Linked DNA regions of Rattus norvegicus: region 1 is linked to region 2. A link is a contact called in public Hi-C data. All regions are on one chromosome and are shown on one strand. Each heading gives the region's core, a stretch centred on a gene start, on an enhancer-like site or on the middle of the called end of the contact. The rest is flanking DNA. Distances are from core to core; before and after follow the strand shown.

What was found. A called contact is a pair of places that touch in the nucleus more often than the background predicts.
Region 1: a contact with region 2 is called in a Hi-C map of the A7r5 cell line, with 2.1 times the contacts expected there. The contact joins the enhancer-like site here to the promoter of Baiap2l1 in region 2. A contact is called at or near these places in 3 of 12 Hi-C or Micro-C datasets (the A7r5 cell line, hepatocytes and liver).

Annotation. Positions count from the first base shown.
Region 1 is chr12:15,424,761-15,431,827 of GRCr8, forward strand. The region is part of intron 3 of Baiap2l1 (BAR/IMD domain containing adaptor protein 2 like 1); the gene reads left to right. It also overlaps the pseudogene Ube2n-ps5. Among named protein-coding and RNA genes, the nearest start is that of Bri3, 35 kb to the right of the region's middle. Within about 2 kb of position 4,596, at least 14 of the 93 cell types and tissues checked have an H3K27ac peak or open chromatin away from gene starts, as enhancers often do. A contact at or near this core is called in the A7r5 cell line, where this site is marked.
Region 2 is chr12:15,362,254-15,368,683 of GRCr8, forward strand. Baiap2l1 (BAR/IMD domain containing adaptor protein 2 like 1) reads left to right here and starts at 1,901. Exons shown (of 14, transcript NM_001034140.1): 1 at 1,901-2,177. The coding sequence starts at 2,127.

The DNA.
Region 1 (7,067 bases), core at 3,346-5,845, 65 kb after region 2:
TCATCTTTGATTATTCTTTGAGTTGAGTCCAAGTGCATTACTCATCTGTTCTTACATGGCTTTCGGTTTTCCCTGGAGGATCCTTGCATAGTAATCATAGCTGGGTTTCTTTGGTTGTTTTGTTTTGCTGAGACAAGGTTTCTCTGTGTAGCTCTGGCTGTCCTGGAACTCACTCTGTAGACCAAGCTGGCCTTGAACATCTGCTTCCCAAGTGCTAGGATTAAAGGCAGGTGCCACCTAGATGTTTCAAGTTCTCAGTCTTTTCGTTTTGGGCTATGACAGACTCTTACTGTGTTGGTCAGGCTGTCTTCAAAGTGGCAGCCCTTTGGTCTCACCCTGAATATTAAGATTATTGGTATGCATTATTACATCCAGCTAAATTATCAGTTTTGCATTTTCAAAATCTCTACCATATCCAAGTCTGGGTCTGATATTTGCCTTGTCTCTCTTCAGATCTTTTTTTCTTAGTGTGTCTAATTTGTTGATGAAAATTGAATATAATATACCAGGTAAGAGGAAGATAGTCCTTTGGTGTAAATTCTTTTTTTTAGTCTGGCTAGGAGTTGGGATATATTTAAGGTTGGGTGTAGCTATTATAACTGTGACAGAGGCTTTTTTTTCCTCCTCGGTTGTCATTCCTCTCTACAGAGGCTGGCAGCTGTAACCCAGGTCCTTTCCTGGCTCTCTGCTGACCGCTTGTGTAATAAAGTTTTGGGAAAGGAAAGCTTCCTTCATCTTCAGCAGGAATCTCTGATTGTTTGTGGATGTTTCAGACAACCCTGAACCTGACCTTTGGGAGAGATTCTTCGCCTTTCTTTGCCCTTTATGTGAAAGCTTGAGAGGACCTGAGATTAATTGCCATTCCTAGGTCAGATAAGGCCTCATTGCTGCAGCTTGCCCTTGAAGGCCTCGGGATTCTGGGCCTATTTCACAATAGCAGCCGATCTCTGTTGTTGGAAGCCTGGAGGGCATTTTTTCTATCTTTACAGAAAGCAACCATTGGAACTGTGAAAGGTAAACTCTGGTAAGTAATGGGGACTCCTTAACAATGCTAAGTAATATTCTAAGTGTGCTTGGTGCTGAGAAGCCTGGCTGGGACCATCATATCTTTCTGCAAAAGCTTTGACCATGCCTGAGGCTTCCGCTTCGAGCTCTCTGTGGGGAATGAGAGTCACCATACTCTTTCCTCTCCAGCCTCCATCTTCTTCCCAATGATGCGCTCCACTACTGAGATCAGCAGCAGCTCTGAGAGGCTGACGTGCACAGCCTCTGCCTTTGGGCAGGTTTACTCTAGACTCACACAAAGTTAAGTTGCTTTTGTTCTGTTTTGAGTTTGTTTGTTCGTTAGGTTGTTTTTGTTGTTGTTGTTGAGAAAGCGTCTCTCTCTATATCTCTGGCTGTCCTAGAACTTATTACAGAGACCAGGCTGCACTTGAACTCGGAGTTCTTCCTGTCTCTGCCTTCCGAGTGCTGGGAGTAAAGGCATGCACTACCAACTCCCAGCTATGAAAAAATTAGTTTTAATTGTCCAGTGTCTAAAAGAGACACCTCCAAGAAGAGTATCTAGGTTTATAGTTATAATCTTTTTTTTCCAGTTTTTTGAGACACAATCCTATTTTGCACCAAACTCAAAACTCCTGTCTCAGCCTCCAGAATTCTGAGATTAAGGTGTGGGCAATCACTCCCCACTCTGACTGGACCCTTTTAAAAGGAATTTTTAAATTATTATTTTAAATTATATGTATGTGCTTTGAGGTGAGAGTAGGTACCCACAGAAGTCAGAGACCTCAGAATCCCATGGAGCTGGAGTTACAGGAGGTTATGGGTGGAGGGACCTGAACTCGGGTCCTCTGCAAGAGCGGTAATTAACCTAATTAACCCTCGAGCCATCTCTCCAACCTGTAGCTGCAACTTGTGTTTGACTCAGAGAACTATTCACCTTCAGGTCTTTGGCTATGCTGATCACTTCCTAAGGAGAAGGTTACCAGAGATCTTACTTTTTTTATTTATTTTTTTCTTTTTTTCGGAGCTGGGGGCCCAACCCAGGGCCTTGTGCTTGCTAGGCAAGCGCTCTACCACTGAGCTAAATCCCCAACCCCCTAGAGATCTTACTTTAAGTACAGCATAGGTGTCAACTCACCACAGTACACCTCTTTATCCCTCCATTTTCTCCAGCAGCCAGCACTGGACTCCCCAGGGCTGGGATGAAATAATCTGCATCGTTTTCCCCCTTCCTCCTCCTCCTCTTCCTCCTCTTTGACCTTCTCCAAAACTAAACAGGTAAATAAGGGGTCAGTAAGATGGCCCAGTAGGTAAAGGCCTGTACTGCTGACCTAAGTTTAATCTCCAAAACCCACATAGTCAAAGGAGAGAACAAACTCCAACCAAGTCGCCTTCTGACCTCCACATGTGCATGTGCGTGCACACACACACCAAGAAAATAAGTGTAAAGTTTTTTTTTCTTTTTCTTCTTTTTCTTTCTTTTTTTTTTTTTTTTCCTTCGGAGCTGGGGACCGAACCCAGGGCCTTGCGCTTGCTAGGCAAGCGCTCTACCACTGAGCTAAATCCCCAACCCCCCCAAGTGTAAAGTTTTAAGTCTAAGCAGGTGTGTTTCATTCAGCAAGAGTAGGTACTGTAAACCTGTTTTACACATCCTAAGTGGAGGTGGAGTCTGGACCAGGACCTTGAGGGATTTTAGGTGCCAGATCTTTGTCCTCACTAGAATACTATCCAAGCCATTCTGTATCTGGTGAGTATCAAACGTGAGCACACTGGTCACTTTCCTCTCATCTTTGCTGTAAAGGCACTGTCTGCTCTCTAGTTCATTTTGGATTTTTAAAACCATATCTGTTAACAAGAACCTTCGAGGAAAACGTCCAGGCTATGCAGTAGCTTCTTCCTCATCCTAACTGTACATCTCTCAGTGATTTTCCCTCCAACCACTCTTTCACAGGATGGTGGCAAAATGGTGATTTCCCAGGACTGGCAGCCTCCCCTCACTTACTAATTGGCACTTACATTTTCCTTTGAGCAGGAGCATCCGTTGCCCCCCAACACGATGTGCTGTGGTCTCCTAGATCCCTAGATCCTTTGATGACCTGTAGTTTGTTATGGCCGTTCACTGCTTTGATGCTCAGGTTAGAACACCCCATGTCTGACAAGTTGACTCTGTGACATGCCCCTCCATGTCATTTATTTGTTTATTTCGGGGAACACTGGCAGAGTAATTAAGGGATGTTACCTTCATTAGAACTGTAGGGCTTCGGTTGGTTAAGTCAAGGATGAGACTAAGCTCATCTAAACTCTGTTGCACTTCTATCTATGCTGTGATTTGTGAGGTTTTCCTTACTGTTGCTGCTCATTTGGTTAAATCGTTGGTTGGAATATCGGGGGCTTTTTTGCTTGTTGTGTGTGTGTGTTGTTTTTTTCAAGGCAGAGTTTTTCTGTGTAGCCCTGGCTGTCCTGGAACTCACTTTGTAGACCAGGCTGGCCTTGGACTCAGAGATCCACCTGCCTCTCCCTCCCAAGTACTGGGATTAAGAAGTACTGCGCAGGGACTAAGCCATATTTAAGGACAGTAGATCATCCACCGTGTGGTGTGCTCCCGCACTGTGGTTAGGGGTGGGCAGTGTGGATCTAAAGCACCCCTGGTAGCTCAAGAGGACATCTGTGGGCTTGGCTTTTGCTGTCACTGTACTGATTAGGTTTTATTGCCCTTTATTTATTTTGCATGTGGAGGTCAAAAGAAAAGCTTTAGGAGTTGCTTCTTTCTTTCCTTCCACCAACTGGATCCCAGGGATTGAATTCAGCCGCCAGGCTTGGCAGCAAGGGCCTTTACCTTCTAAGCCCTCTTTTCAGCCCCCATTGTAGTTCCTCCTCATTACATTTGCTACCTGTAAAATGTCAGCAAAAACAGAGGGGCACACGCCTTTATTCCCAGCACCTGTGAGGCAGAGGCAGGTGGCTCTCTGAGCCCGAACCAGCCTACCTACAGATTGAATTCTGAGACAGCCAGAACCCTGTCTCAGGAAAGGAAAGGAAAGGAGAGGAGGGGAGGGGGGGAGAGGAGGGGAGGAGAGGAGGGGGTGAGGGGAGGGGAGGAGAGGAGAGGAGAGGGAAAAGAAAACCACTCAGAAAAACTAAACATTTTCCAAGCGATATTTTTGGTCATTTTCATTTTGATCCACACAGTGTGTCTTCAGGCCTGTAGTAAGTTGGTGTCATTTTATTATCTGATTCCACTTGTAGTAACACGTAGGAAGTGGCATGTGACTCAACCATTACTCGATGCTCTCTGGAAATAACAAATGTGTTGTAATTATCTGTGACCAGATATAAATGGAAAGAGCAGGGTTTGGTTCCTCTCTCTCTCTCTCTCTCTCTCTCTCTCTCTCTCTCTCTCTCTCTCTCATTCAGCATGTGTTCTTTGCTGCCTCTGTCCTTGGCAGGTTCCATCTGGCTGCTCCACATTCTCACTGTGAATTGGTGAAGACTTATCTCATGAAGTTTATTAATAGACCGGCTGGGTGTGGTGGTAAACCCAGCTTGTACTCCCAGCACTTGGAAGGTAGATGTAGGAGGAGTTAAGTTTGAAGACAGCCTTGTTACGAGAATAGTCAGAGAGCCTCTGGTGGGAGCTGGGGATGTAGCTTAGTAGAAGAGTGCTGGCCTCACAGGCCAGGCTCTGGGCTCCATCTTTAGTGCCAACACAGGGGAAGTCAACAGAAGTCTTCAAACAAAAAGTATCCCATATCAGTTCCGCTCTTTAAGTCTTATTATTTAACATTTTAAGGTGGCATTGCCTACTGGCCACATGCATAGTCTTCCACAGTATTGTTTTAAATACCTTCCTGAAACCTAGAGCAATGCTGTTTGCTGTTTGCCACTACTGCTATGTGCCCTGGCTTGGTTGAGTTCATGAATTTGAAATGTGTGCATGTTTCACCTAAATCCCTTTGATTTAGCCAGCACTGTGGCCCACGTGGGTGAGTACCTCAGTTCCATCGATAGCACTGGGAGGATGTTTAATTTTAGTAATAAATTCCCTATTATTGCCCCCCTTAAGAACCTAATTTATGGGGGCTGGAGAGGTGGCTCAGCGGTTAAGAGAACTGACTGCTCTTCCAGAGGTCCTGAGTTCAAATCCCAGCAACCACATGGTGGCTCACAACCATCTGTAATGGGATCTGATGCCCTCTTCTGGTGTGTCTGAGGACAGCTACAGTGTACTCATAAATAAATAAATCTTTATTTAAAAAAAAAAAAAAAGAACCTAATTTATTCAGATTGAGTCACATGAGTACAATGATGTGAATTTCTTCCTGAGACGTTGGCTCCCAACCTGAAAGGAGAAAGGAGAGGGTTGGTGCAGCTGGCAGAGTGCACTTCCTGTTGGGGCATGCGCTCTGTTCTACTCTGTCTCACCAGGGTTGTGCTTTCTCAGTTCCTCCCTCAGTATTCTCTGTCTTCTTCCTTCTCAAATATAATTCACAAAAATGTCGTTTAGAGCATGAGGAGTAAAAACAACACAGAAGCAGAGTGTTTTCCAACGGGAAGTGGCACTTGCCCAAACAGTAAATGTCCGTGGGCTGACCCCAAAGGCAGTTTTGTGATCCACTTCAAGGTACGCCTCGGCAGCTTGTACAGTCACAACTAAGGTGTGTTCCAGTCAGTTCTGTAAAACCAAGGACTCAGGAGTTATCCCCGGGAGGCCAGTTTTGAATTCCGCAGACCCGTGAGGGCCAAGACTAACAAGGTCAGGGGTTCCTATCTGACCACTGTGACTGTCCGTTTCATTGATCCTATCTACAGTGGCAGACACGCAAAGGAGTGTGAACGGTGGGAGCCCCTGTAAGGTGAGCCTGGCCGGCAGGGCAGAGTGTTGAGTTCAGAGCTGTGCGTAGCACACAGCACAGCGCTCCAGATCCACATTGAGTGGGGCTGCGGAAACACAGTTCAAGAAGGGCCATGTTAGAAAGAAACGTCACCGCTTGCAACAGAATGCTGATGGCTTCAGCCAAAATATTTTTAGATTTTCTTTCTAAGAAGATCATGACTTGCCAAGAACTGTATGCTTGGTTTTGAAATAATTGAAGCGTATTTTTTAAAATTCCCAACAAGGGATTGTTTATGGTTCAAAATCAACATAAAAGCAATTCGGAATGTTTTCATATCTGAAATGACAGAGTACTATACTTCTATTCCTGGCCAGGTGTCGGGCTTCTCCTGTAGAAGAGTCTGGTTTGATTTTTATATTGACTTGGAAATTTTGGATGGCATCATGGGGTGGGAAGCTGATGAACGTGATTGGTTAGAAAACACAAAACCGAAGTCCTTTCTGCCATAGCTCTCCTTCATCCCGCACATTGTCTGACTGGAACTTGTTAGGTTCACAGAGCTTAGGGGACAGTGTGTGTCCTTGGATCCTGTGACTTCTCCAGGTTATGTGCCTGTATAATAAGCAGTTCTCAGTGCCCACCATACCCAGGGTTACACAGCGCTTGTGTACAGAGGCCTTCAGTTTACAGCTCACAAGTCTGTTTATCTGGGACACTGTGGGAAGAACGGGGAGGCTGCCTGTTTTTTGCTTTTAGAAGGACCTCTGGCACCATGTAAAGTTGACCCTAGAGAGAACCCACTCCAGGGAAATGAGGACATGAGGCAGATAGGGAGTGGAGGAGACTCTGCTAAGAGACCCAGCAGCTGATCTGGGTGTGGACCACCTTCCCACTTCTGTTGAGTGGACTTGGGACACACACATCTGTGACTTCAGTTTGTCCAGAGTGCCATCTCCTCAGGGTAGGACAAGCACAGATGTGGGTGGGTAAGGCTCGTGTTCCTCCCAAGAGCTGGCCCACTTGATGGCACCAGTGCACAGTAAATGCCTGTTCTTCACGGGCATGACACGTAGGTGAGAGGTTGTCTACCGTGACTGGCTGCTGGGGTTAGGAGGGATAGGAGGCATGGTGCCGGAGAGTTCACTCTTACACAGAGAACACCAGGTCTGGCAGCACACTGGTTTCTGAGACGGAAGATGAGGGAGGAGGAGTGGCCTGGCAAGTCTGAGG
Region 2 (6,430 bases), core at 651-3,150:
TTACACATAAAGTAAAATGTTTTAAAAAAGTACAAAGACATGCCAGGAGCCACATACCTACATAGCCTCTGTAAGACGAAAGGACAGACATCCTAAAGGCCTCAGCTGACCAGGGGACTGAGGAAATGGGTCATCTTGTAAAGTGCTTGCAGTGCAAAACATAGGGACCTGAGTTTGATCGAGCCTCAGAACTCATGTAAAAAGCTACACACAGTATACATGCTCTGGTAATTCCAGTGCTGGGGAGGTAGGAGACAGGCAGATCCATGGGGGCTTGTGGAGACTTGAGAGCTGTCAGTCTACTTCAGTAAGAGATTCCCCCCAAAAAAATAAAAATAAAAGAATAAAAGAGCATATCGGCTAAGGAATGACTCCAAGGTTAGCTTCTTGTAAAACACACACACACACAAAGGAAAAAATTTCAGGAACAAAGGAAAAAATTTAACAGTCTTGTGATTTACACAGTTGTAAGGCATGGGATTTTTATCTTATTTTTTTCTCCATCTTTATTAACTTGGGTATTTTTTATTTACATTTCAATTGTTATTACCTTTCCCAGTTTCCAGACCAACATCCCCCTAGTCTCTTCCCCCTCCCCTCCTATATGGGTGTTCCCCTCCCCATCCTCCCCCCATTATCGCCCTCCCCCCAACAATCCCGTTCACTGGGTGTTCAGTCTTGGCAGGACCAAGGGCTTCCCCTTGCACTGGTGCCCTTACTAGGCCATTCATTGCTACCTATGCAGTTGGAGCCCAGGGTCAGTCCATGTATAGTCTTTGGGTAGTGGCTTAGTCCCTGGATTAACATATTCTTAATGTTCTGTTATTTCAGTAATCAGATCTTGACGTTAGTTATGTTTGACACCCCGAAACTTTCAAAATTGCAACCCCTTTGCTCCATGGAGGAGCTGTGCCCTGTGGACCTTCAATCAGGGAAATCGATTCGTATGAGGTATGTGGAAGTTACTCAAAAGCAGAGAGCTTAGAGGATTCACCAGTGGAGGATGTGGGCCTCGAGTTTTCAGAGCCAGCACTTTGTGGCGGACACTAGACCTAGGAGCCCAAAGGTCCAGGTCTAAAAGAGACCACAGTGTAGGGGCTTGGCTGGAATTCTGGGAGGCCCGAGAGAGGGCGCTCCGAGATATTGCCTCCACCCCCAAACCTTAGCTTAGATGGCCTGGTCCACTGGGCCCATTGGTTCCAGAGCCTTTTCGAGGGCATCCTCCAACATCCCAGTACTGTTCCAGCCTCGCCCACCAGGTTGCTCAGCCACACCCACCACGAGGAAGACCCTTCCATTCCATGCCTGCCTCAGCTGGGGCTACCCAAACCACTCCTTCCTCACTTCAGCACCGCCCATCAGTCTGCTGGACCGCGCCCACCGGCTCAACTCTGCCCGGCCACTCTGGCGAATACAGCTAAGAGCTACTTCGTTCCCTCCAGCTCATTTAGTTTCGGCCACGCCCGCCCACCATCTAGGCCACGCCCACCAGCCCATTTCTGGCGGGGTAGGGGGGAGTTCCCTCCCCTTGGCTTCTCCCTCCTGTTGGCCTCTCAGCCCCCACCCCCGCTCCTCAGCTGAGGCCAATCAGTCCTGCGCGCTGGCCCGGCTTCTGCTCCGCCTAGCAAGCCTCTAGGCCACGCCCACCTAGCGTAACAAGTCTCTTCCCTGTCCCCCCCCCCGACCTCCCCCTCGACCCCCCACCTCCCACCCCCATGTTGCCCCAACAGATCGTCCCTCCCACCAGGCTGCCTCTCTGTGAGGCCGCCCCGCCCACTCCAACTCACTCTGCCTAGACCACGCCCACCTCAGGTGGGGCTGTCCCGCCCTCTGGCCGTTCAGCCCCGCCCACCCCGCCCGCCTCAGGTGGGGCTGCCGGTCCCTTTGCTAGTCCCAGGCTCGGCAGGCTACGTTTACCTCACAGCTTCTCACAGAGCGAAGCGCCGCAAAGTTTTGACATTTTGGCAACGGAGACGCACACTGGTTCTCTCCGGCTGACAGCTGTGGCGGCAGCCGACTCCCGAGGGCCGCTCAGTCGCAAGCCCTAGGTTCTCCCGCCGCCCGCAGTCCGGAGGCCACGAGGCCCCGCCGCGTCCTCCCGCGCTCGCCCTCCCGGAGGCTGCACCATGTCTCGGGGGCCGGAGGAGGTGAACCGGCTCACGGAGAACACGTACCGGGTAAGTGTGGGACTTTGCGGAGTTCGAGACCGGAGAAGGGAGATCTGGAAACCTGTGGTTCCAGGCTGAGGGCGGAGGCTGGGAGGCCCAGAGACTTGGGGAGTCCAGGATTCCAGGCCAGGAACGTGAGCCCCGCCAAGCAGCTGACCATTGTCGCCAGCGGGGTAGGCGATTCGGGATTCTTTTTCACTTTTGAGATAAAGTGCGGACTTTACATGATAAGGGTCTTCTCCCCTTCCCCCTTGGGCCCTCGGAGACTCCCAGGGACCCATGGGGAACGGGGATTGGAGACGTGGAAGACAATCTGCGGAGTCCCCGAGAGGTTCTTGTCCTCCCCCAACTTCTCTTTGTGATCAGTGACTATGCTGGTCTGACCGCTGGGGCTAAACCCTCCCCAGATCCAAAAGAGAAAAAAAGAGACAAGCTCGAGTTTCCTCGGAGAAAAGAAAGCGCTCAAGAATGTAGGGGAGAAACTCCTCCGTAATTAGGAATCCATCGCCAGGTGAGCCTGGCTCCCTCAGCTCAGGGAATTTTCTAGGCTGCCAGGGAATCTGCTCTTGGGAAGACCTTTGAAACGCCTTCCCCCTCTTGGACTCTTTCACACAGGAGCTTTTAGTTCAACTTGGCTTTTCTTTTGATTACTTTTTTGTTTAGTGTTTTGACAATTTTATATATCTATATACAATTATTATGAACATGTTTGCCCGTAGTTGGACTTTTCCTACGTCGATGATCTGGGGAGGTTATTGGAGTCAGAGAGCCCTGAGATTTTAATAAGAATTGACTTAAGCTGACAGAACGTGTGGTGATTGGTCGCTAAACGTGCATGTTATGTGAGAGAATTTTTCCAGAAACAGACATGGGATTAGTGGCCAGTTTAGTAAGTTTAAGTACTTATAAATGAATTCCATTTGAAATGAGATATGCGTTTAATCATCTGCTATTAATAGAATACAAAACAACTTTTGTTTTAATTCCACTTAGGCCCATTGAACCCCTGAGATTTAAAGTTCTCTAAATTTTCTTGTAGTCATGATTAAAAGCCACTCTTTGGCCATTTTTCTAGATTTTTTTCCCCCTAAAATTGAGTTTCTAGATTTGCAAGGTCTGAGTTCTGCAATCAGAGTTTATTGAGTTGCTGGGAAATCATTTTAAAGCAGCATAAACATATTTTCAGAATTCATTGTAGCTCCAAAATTTATTCACCCCTCCATGTGTGTACTAGAATACTTATTCTAGATAGACAAAATAGACTGTATTATTGTGATTTTGAAGGCTCATGACTGTGGCCAAAACCTGTACCTATTGGTGTGTTTCCTTAAATAAATGGCAATTTTTAGAAATGCCAGAAATTTGAACGTTTAAAGCCTTATATTTGGATTGACATTGTTCGCACTTAAATGATCTGAAGAGGGTAGACCTGGAGGTGTGGGGTGCTAACAAAGTACGGAAGTGAAATAACATAGCATGGGGGAGACAGGCTCTTCAGATGATAGTTAAGGAATGGAGGTTATTTATTGGAGTTTATGCTTGGAATCCGAGCATCTGCTTCAGTGGAAAACACAGGCGCAGTAAAGTTTCTCGAACACAACTGATTGTTTATCTTGCCGGTCTGGAAAGAAAATGTCAACTTGACAAGCAATCAGATGCCCTAAGTAAACTGCTCTTTTTCTCACTTCTGACTGAGAAACCTTTGGTTGGGGTGTGGGCAGGCAGATTACAGTACCACAAATATGAACCACTTTGGCATGTCTTTCTACCCACAGAAATGGAGCAAGAGGAAAATTGGTGATTTTGTTGTTTTGGTTATCCGCATTTGTAGACATAAGGCATCTAGTAAGTCTTTTTTGGCATGTTTTGTTTTTCTTTATTTAAAGACGAGGTCTGGCTATGTAGCCCTAATTGGCCTGGAATTTGATATGTAGACCAGTTTGACCTCAGATTCAGAGATTCAAAACAGTGTAACTCCTAGCTATTTTGTTGTTGTTGTTGCTTGTTCCTCCTCCTCCTCCTCCTCCCCCTCCTCCTCCCCCTCCTCCTCCCCCTCCTCCTCCTCCTCCTCCCCTCCTCCTCATCCTCCCCCCCTCCCCTCCTCCTCCTCCTCCTCCTCCTCCTCCTCCTCCTCCTCCTCCTCCTCCTCCTCCTCCTCCTCCTCCTCCTCCTCCTCCTCCTCCTCCTCTTCTTCTTCTTCTTCTTCTTCTTCTTCTTCTTCTTCTTCTTCTTCTTCTTCTTTCCTGAGATACTCTTGTGTATGTAGTCTAGGCCAGCTTCCTGAGAGCTCACTATGTATCCCAGGCTGGCCTCACCTCCTCAGTGCTGGGATTGGAAGTGTATACTACCATACTAGCTCCTTTTCAGTTTTGAGAGGTAATAGATTGAAGATCAGAGACCAGTGTGTTATTAGTATCCATTCCCAAGTGTTGAAATATTTCAAAAACTTGCTAAATGTCAATTGATTTTAGCCAGCATTTCCTTGTTAATAATTTGGGGTCAGGGTTTTTTGTTTTGTTTTGTTTTTGTTTGTTTTTTTATGTGAAGATAATGGGATTTAAAAAAAAAAAGTCACAGCACTAGACCTGAGGTTTCTATATCTATAAAACAAAGTGAAGGCTGCTAGCCCATAATTTGACTTTAAAGACATGCACATTTACGGGGGTGATTGGAAGCCTGAAAAGCCTTTTATTTTAATCCAGGCTAAAAACAATTTAAATGCAATATTGCAAAAATTCTACTGACAGTGTTGATGAATGGCGTGCTTTTAAAAACAGATTTCTTTGTGTTACCTGGCAATCTACAATATTTTACTAATAGAAATACAGTCTAACCAGGTGCGTTTACAAAGGCCACCTGCAAATGAGATTTGGTGTCTTGCCTCTCTGGGCTTTAGTTGTGTATGTGTGTTGTTTTTTTAATGCTCAGATATCTTTAAATAAAGGAATAAATTCTTTAGGGCAATGAAAGTTTGGCAAGGTGGTGTGATCCTCTGTGCAGTATCAGATAGCCCTAAATATATATTAATACACTGGCATAGTTTTAAATGTACTTAGACAAATGATTTCTGGATATCCACGCTAACTCCCAGAAGGATGTTATGTTTTACTGTTTCATAAACAATCAGCCCCAAAAGAAAAAATACTGTTGCTAATTTGAGTTTAGCCAAAGATACCAACCTCCTTCCCAGGCTTAGCCTATAGTGTGCCCAGAATTTGCCCTCGAAAGCTTTCTTGTGACTTTCTCATGCTTTTCTGATAAGAGCTTGCTTTGGTAGGTAAGGATGAAATAAAGTTCCAAAAACTTTGCTTAAGAGGAACCCCAACCTTCCTAACAGGGTTTGAAAGTCTTAGGAGATTGAGGAAGAATGGATGTACTATCACCCAAGGACATCCTACCTGTGCTCATCTTAATAAGGAGTGGAAGAGAAACGTGGCACTCTCAGGACAAGGGAAAGGGCCACAGACACAATCTTTATCCAGTGCCACAGACATAGTAAGGTGGGTTCTGTTAAAGAACTAAGGTGCAGTATATACAACTTTGGGAAACTATGTATGTGAAAGCTGGAGACGTGGTTCAGCATTTACTGCTCTTCCAGGGGACTTGAATTCTGTTCCTAGCATCCACAGAGGATGGCTTACAACTGCCTGTACCTCCAGTTCGAGGGGATCTGATGCCTCTGGTCTCTGAGGGCACCTGTGCGCTCTCTCTCTCTCTCTCTCTCTCTCTCTCTCTCTCTCTCACACACACACACACACACACACACACACACACACACACACACACACACACAACGTAAGAGAATAAGAAGGAAATGATGACTCTAGGACAGACAAAACCAAATGTATAATAGGTTTTAAAAAAAATGAACAGACATTTAGCATCAATCACAACTTTAAAAGTTCTAAGATTGTCATCCTTTTCAATCTTCACAAAATTATTTATGATACCACGAAAACAGTTGAAAGTGGTGGCGTATGTGTGTATACACATGTGTTCACATATGTGTGTAGGTGGTGGAGAACAAGGGGCTGCATCAAGGGTCTTCCTCAATCACTTTCCACCTTATTTTTGAGACATGATCTCTCCCTGAACTTGGAAGTTTACCATATTGGCTAGACTGACTGGCTGGCTAGTGACTGGCTGACTGGCTGGCTAGTGAGCCCCAGATACACTCCTGCCTTTGATTCACCAGTCCTGGGATCTCAGGCACACACCGCCGCCTCTAACTTTTTACATGGTCGATGGGAGTCTAAAGTTCT